Regions from separate parts of the Mus musculus genome. Here region 2 is linked to region 1. A link is a contact called in public Hi-C data. All regions are on one chromosome and are shown on one strand. The core of a region is the stretch at or near the end of the contact, and the rest is flanking DNA. Distances in the headings are between cores, read along the strand shown. Region 1 has its middle 180 kb from the start of Gm24502. Region 2 has its middle 60 kb from the start of Gm24502.

The links. A called contact is a pair of places that touch in the nucleus more often than the background predicts.
Region 2: a Hi-C map of female germline stem cells shows a contact between it and region 1, with 6 times the contacts expected there. The contact joins two enhancer-like sites. A contact is called at or near these places in 5 of 484 Hi-C or Micro-C datasets (the G1E-ER4 cell line, embryonic stem cells, female germline stem cells and 2 more), 1 of 115 datasets of contacts at active chromatin or transcription factors (fetal liver) and 1 of 9 other capture datasets (embryonic stem cells).

Annotation. Positions count from the first base shown.
Region 1 is chr5:75,382,123-75,385,335 of GRCm38.p6, forward strand. No RefSeq gene overlaps it. Among named protein-coding and RNA genes, the nearest start is that of Gm24502, 180 kb to the right of the region's middle. Within about 2 kb of position 1,344, at least 17 of the 459 cell types and tissues checked have an H3K27ac peak or open chromatin away from gene starts, as enhancers often do. A contact at or near this core is called in female germline stem cells, where this site is marked.
Region 2 is chr5:75,499,072-75,502,260 of GRCm38.p6, forward strand. No RefSeq gene overlaps it. Among named protein-coding and RNA genes, the nearest start is that of Gm24502, 60 kb to the right of the region's middle. Within about 2 kb of position 1,755, at least 11 of the 459 cell types and tissues checked have an H3K27ac peak or open chromatin away from gene starts, as enhancers often do. A contact at or near this core is called in female germline stem cells, where this site is marked.

The DNA of each region.
Region 1 (3,213 bases), core at 94-2,593:
CTAGTGCTGGGATTAAAGATGTGAGTCACCATGCCTGGCAGAAGACTCTTTCAAGAAGGAAGGTCAAGAAGGTTCAAGTAGGTCTTATGTCTTGTGTTGATAAAGTCCAGAGATAACTAACAAATTAAAGATGGTAAGCATAACTTTCATGGGGAAATAATGGTCCAAGTATTGGGTAATGTGAGACTGTCAAAACGCTGACCTCTCTTATGAGGCAACTCTACTACAACCGCAAGTTATGCTTCTATGTGAGAGATCAAACAGAAATTTACTATAAAATCCTGGGGCACTCAAGAGGATATTGCAAAACTGTTGGTTTTTCCTTGAATGATGTAACGGTTACAAAAATGGTTACAATCATTCTGAGACATGTGATCAGCAATGGTACATGGTAAGTATACAACAAATCTTTGCCGATAACTCCAACCAGATGCTAGGAAAGAGATATAATTAATCATTATTTAAATCTACAATGCAAATCACAGCAGTGAAGATCAGAAGAGCACAACATGACATCCAAAGGCAGACCAATCAATGTTGGCAATGTAAAAGTCTTCTCTTTTTATTCACTTTTCACTTGATTAGCCAAAAAAAAAAAAATTTAGAAGCTCGCCCCAAACCTACATATAAGTAAATAATCTTTATACCTTCATCTTATTACTTAGAATTTACTTTTGTTGTAAATTTTATTTCATTTATCATCAATATTTGAATGATTGAATCTGAAAAATACTCTTTTCCTCTTCCTTTCTGTCTTGTGCTACCAAGTGGGTCCATCTGAGTTTTAAGTTAGGCTACCAACCCCCAAGGGGTTCTCAACCAAGCTTCTTAAGAACATGGATCAAAAAGAGAAGAATGTCCGAGTAGAACCCCAAGAGGTTTCCATAGTTAAATTTAAATAATCAAATAGGGCTGGTATTAAGGAAGGGGATCCACTACAGAAGTGTTCTTAGTGGGAGGATGATGTTGAAGGCTATTGATGTATGCTTTCCAGTCTGGCTCTTCAGTAAAATATTTAATCTAATTTAAGTGACTTTTCCAAACTGGTTTTTAGAAAGTGCTTAACTCAGCCTATCTGATGCTTACTGAATTTCCTGAAGTCACCATGCAGTTACAATAGCAACCCCATGTTATTCTCCCAAAACAAGAAATAAGGGCCCTAGAGCAGAGATATGATTGACAGAGAGGCCGCTGAAGGAGGAAGTTGACCAGGACACATGACCTAGAAATGACGCATTCTTCACAGAATTCGATAAAAATCAATTCAGGTGGAGTGTCTGTGGTATTCTGGTAGATCTGATGACTTCACGATGTCTCTCCTATGGACATTTTTTGTTCCCTATCTAGAAATTAGTTCATGACATTAGGGTAGTTGTTCTGGGCGAGACAACACTAAGAGTCATTGTGGGCTCCGCCGCAGCAGCCATGTAAATCGTACTATTTCTTCTTCTTCACATTGACTGACAGAGGTGTCCTGTTCCCTCTGCACATTCACTGACTCACAGCACAAGGACTTCTTTAGACAGCCAGTAGCTCTCTTCAGGGTTCAAATGCTACAGGCTCGCCAAGAATCCCTTGCTTCGGCTGCACTAACGACCATGATGCACTTAATGGAGACATGAGCATTACATAGGCTAAGCCAAATCACGAAGAGAATAGCATTCCCATGAAACATAGACTGGATACATTGGAAAGACTTGAGAAAATGAACAGAGCTCAAACGCTGTGGACTACCTTTGAGCAAGCCCATGGGTATGTTTTCAGCATCTCATTCCACTTAAAAAAGTCAAACAGGAAAATGTGTGGACTGCAGGATGGGCTCACCCCTGTAAGACATTCAACCTAGAACACTAATCGGAAGGCCATGGCCATGAACAGGTCTGGGCCTTCCATCACAAGGTGGGTGAAAGGGTGTCAACTATATGCTTTACATCTTGATGATGTTGAAACCACACGTAGATAACTCTCTATGATTTTCACTTTGACCAATCTTTTAGAAGAATGAAGTGACAGGTAAAGAGGGCTTTAAGTGTTCTTGAGATTTGCCAAGGCTACCTCATTTACTCTTTTTTCTTTAAATACCCTCCCTCAGAGCAGTAGTGTAGCTCAGGGGTACTGAATGGTTGTCTAGCATATATACATCTCTGGGTTCAATCTGTAGCACAGAGGGTGTGAAGGAGGAGGAGGAGGAAAAGGAAGAAGAGGAGGAAAAGGAGGAGGAAGAGATTTTGATTAATGCTATAGTACTCTGGTTTCTTTAGGACTGGTATTTCCCTTTTGCTTTGGCTTTTCATTTTTGTCCAGAGCGCGTAGATGTTATCCTACAGGGAGGTAAGTCGGCTAGGAGCTTACAAATCCTGTCCAAAGCCCAAGCATCTCATTGCCTTTGCACTCTTGAATCCAGTGTCTGCCACATTGTGATGGAGTTAGAGAGCATTGGTAGGTTGAACAAATATAGTAATGAAAAGGAAGGGAGAAAACATTCACGGTCACCCGCACCCATGTCTTGTTGTAACAAAATGCTTGACAAAGGCAACATAAAGAACGGCTTATCTTGGCTTGTTGTTTAAGAGGACAGGTCATCAGGGCAGGAAGGTCCATCAGAGAAGGAGGCAGCTGATCATTTGCAGGAGGAAAAAGACACAAATGTTGGTCTTCTATTCACTCTCTCTATTTTATTCAGACCTCAACCCATAGGATGGTGCAGCCAGCATTCAGAGTGTTCCCTGCCCTGTTAAATCTTTTTAGAAACAACTTCAGACACACCCCAGAGGTGCGTTTTCATGGTGATGTTAAATCCCAACAGGTTGACAATGAAGATTAACCATCAATGTGCATATATGAGTGTGTGTGTGTGTGTGTGTGTGTGTGTGTTTGTGCACATACACATGTGTATGTAATATGTGGGCATATGCATGTGTGTGTGTGCACATATACATGTTTGTCATGTGTGTGGGCATATGTGTGTGTGTGCACATATATATGTTTGTCATGTGTGTGGGCATATGTGTGTGTGTGTGCACATATACATGTTTGTCATGTGTGTGGGCATATGTGTGTGCACATACACATGTGTGTGTAATGTGTGGGCATATGCATGTGTGTGTGTGTGCTCATATAAATGTGTGTCATGTGTGTGAGCATATGTATGTGCGTGTTTCATTGTATCTGGCTTTGCTTCTTAATTTTATACAGGTTTTGCAGTTGTTACCT
Region 2 (3,189 bases), core at 505-3,004, 120 kb after region 1:
AACTCTCAAGCCTGTGCCTTGCACATAGGAGACACTCAGTAAATATTGTTGAGGAACACATGACATAGTTGAGCACCTATCCTATTTTCTGGCAGGAATGACGGGATTCTAAGAAGAGGGAGGACACGGTGTCAGGCAGTGTGCTAAGCTGTTCACAAAGACTGCTCATTGCTGAGAACTGACCTAAACCAATTTGGTCATTCTACAGCCAATGGCTATTCTTGTAAGCATGAGTCATCTCTGACCAATGGAGTGGATAAAAGCCATGAATCCCTCGTCTCCAGCCTCTTCCAAAACACCTCCTACCACCTACTAGGGAGGTATGGCACAAAGGAAGCATTCTTAGACCAGCATCTTCAAGTATAAGCATTTATTATCAGGTAGGCATAAAACCAGCCATACAGTCTGTTCTTGTAGGGTTGGAAAAGCCCATTCCTTGTCCCTAAGCCTCCTGAGCCATCGTGACTACAAGACCCACTGGAAAGCTTTTCCCGGCATTCGGACTGGCCAAGTGAATAGTGTTACTCACATGTCACGGGGACAGAACTCCTTGTGAACCAAGAGGCAAGCACAGGACCAAACAGCTCAGAGTAGAGCTTCAGCTTTGACTTTACCAGGTCTGAAGCTACCAGCAGGGTCTATTGTGCCCTTCTAGATAATGATGTTCAACACCAATGTCACTAAGGGACCATGTTGCATACTATCCCCTACAGCAGTTAATAGACGTCCTAGTGTGTGCTTTTAGAGAAAAGTACTTTAATTCATTTTTTTATTGTATGTGTATGAGTGTTTTGCCCGCATGTATGTCTGTGTGCTACATGCATGCAGTGCCTGCTGAGGCCTGAAGAGGGCGTAAGATTCCCCTGGAACTGGAAATACTGATGGTTGTGAGCCACCATACTGGTGCTGGAAAGTGAATCCAAATCTTTTGGGAAAATAGTCAATTCCCTTAGTGAATCAGCCCTGCACGTACTTTATTGATGACCTGGCCTCCTCTGGAATGTGATTCCTAATCACGTTCCTCAGATACTAAGTAACCGTGCCCAGTGTTTTACTCCTTCCTCCATTGCAGAATAAAGCTAATTTGCATATATGCCAAGGTTTAATCTGAGGAGATGTAGATCACTCGCTGCACAGGATCTCGACAGTTCTGCCATCTTTCTGGAGTGAAAGGAAGAAGAGACAATGTCTTTGAAACACTTAAACGTAGGAAACCAAAGCCTGGAGTTGAGACATGAACACCTGGACTGAAGCATGCCACAGGTTTCCAGGCCGGTACTCTATACCACCATATGTTGCTGTTTCCTTCTGAAAATAAGAATTATTGGAATGTTTTAGATATCTGGAATATGCACCCTTTCATTTTCCTACTTAGGCTGTGAAGGCAAAGGTCTGTCTAATGTTCAGGGAGGCAGATGGGGAGCTGCCATTGGGCAGGCGGACAGCACTGGGTAAGTTTAAGGAACCAACCAACACATAGTTTTAGCAAATTCTTTTGTGGGTACTAATTTAGGAATTATAAAAATTCTCTTTCTATAGGTCACAGCATCTTTCTCATTCCAAATGTAAATTTGAGGTTCTGAACCTCAGAGGACGCCGCAACATTTTTATATTCCTTCACAGTATTTCAAAATAGAAAAATATTATTTAAAGCTTCAGGATGGCCAAATTTAGGGAGTAAAATGTTATTATTCAGTATATTTGGAAACTAACAACCAACTCCGGGATAGCGTCTACTCTTTTAGCTACCAGGAAATGTGACTAAGACTCAAGTGACTCACCACAGTTGAGATAAAATACAGGCTCTGGATTCACTGGTCCTGGTTGAAAACCTGGCTTTGCCATTAAAAGTCTTTTGCAAGGGAAAGCACCTGCTGGGCCTCAGTTCTCCAGTTATGAAATAGGAAGGGTGGGAATGGTGTGTGCAGAGCCCACAACAGGCCAGCATATAGCAGCAGTCATTGGGATGTTAATTATCCCTGGACAATGTGCATTTATTCAAGGTTCCCAGAGACAAATAGTTCTCTATCATCACAAAGCAAAGACGTCTCTGACTCCCTAGAGAATTACTCAGTACGGAGCTCAGAGGCTGCACATCCTGCGTTCTCTGCTCATCAGTGTATAATCACTCAACTTAGTTGTTTTGGAAGCTGGCTTATGTCCCAAGTAAATGTGATGTAACTTGCTTGGTGTGATCTGACAACAGAAGCCGATGTCATTTTTAAAAGCTAGGGATATGCTTTGTGGACAAGCTGTGGATAAGCTGCTGGACTGAGGGCAGATGCAGAGGCAGCAGGCAGATGTTTTCCAGGATTGATGCCCTTGTCATTTGGATGGAAACTGCTCCCCACAAGTTCCTGCGTTTGAAGACATGGTCTCCAGGTTGCAATGTTGCTTGTAGAGGCAGAGAAACCTGTGGGACTATGTTCTACACAGAGGAAGTGTGTCACAGAGAACCAGCTATGAAGGTGAACTACACTTTGGCTTCTGCCCAGGGCTCTCTGCTTCCTGATTCACTATGATGTGAAGCATTCACACACACACACACACACACACACACACACACACACACACACACACACCATTGTTTCTCCAACATGGTGAGTTGATGTCCTCTGAGTCTGGGAGCCACAATAAACCCTTCTTTTCTGAAGTTGCTCTGACGGGTATTTTGGCCTAAGTAGCATAAAAGTAACTAACATAGAAAAGTGATACCAAGAACTGAGGCGGTGGCTGTGATCCACTTGACACTGTGACTCACAGGTCTTCAGAAAAAGTTTGCAGAAGGAATGTGGAAAGCCCTAGAATTCTGTAAATACTGTGTTCGTGATGTCTCAGATGGTCAAGACTATTCCCATGAGGTAGGTCTCAGATGATAAATACTATGTTCGTGATGTCTCAGATGGTCATGATTGTGCCCATGAGGTCTCAGATAGCCACGAGGTCTCAGGGGGAACAGGAATCTTCTAGGGAATTGGATTAGAAGCCGTTTCTGTTCCAATCTATCATAAAATCCAGCTGTATCTTGCTAATCTCCTAGATATTTGAGCATTATTGAAGTTCCAGAAGAAAAAGTGAGGTCAGGCAATATGCAACAGGCTTAGATGCCTTACAGAAAGGCCATTGCATGGAGCTGAGTGGGTGAAGTCTACATGTCTGTGGGAACCCTAGAATGTTGGAGATGTCACG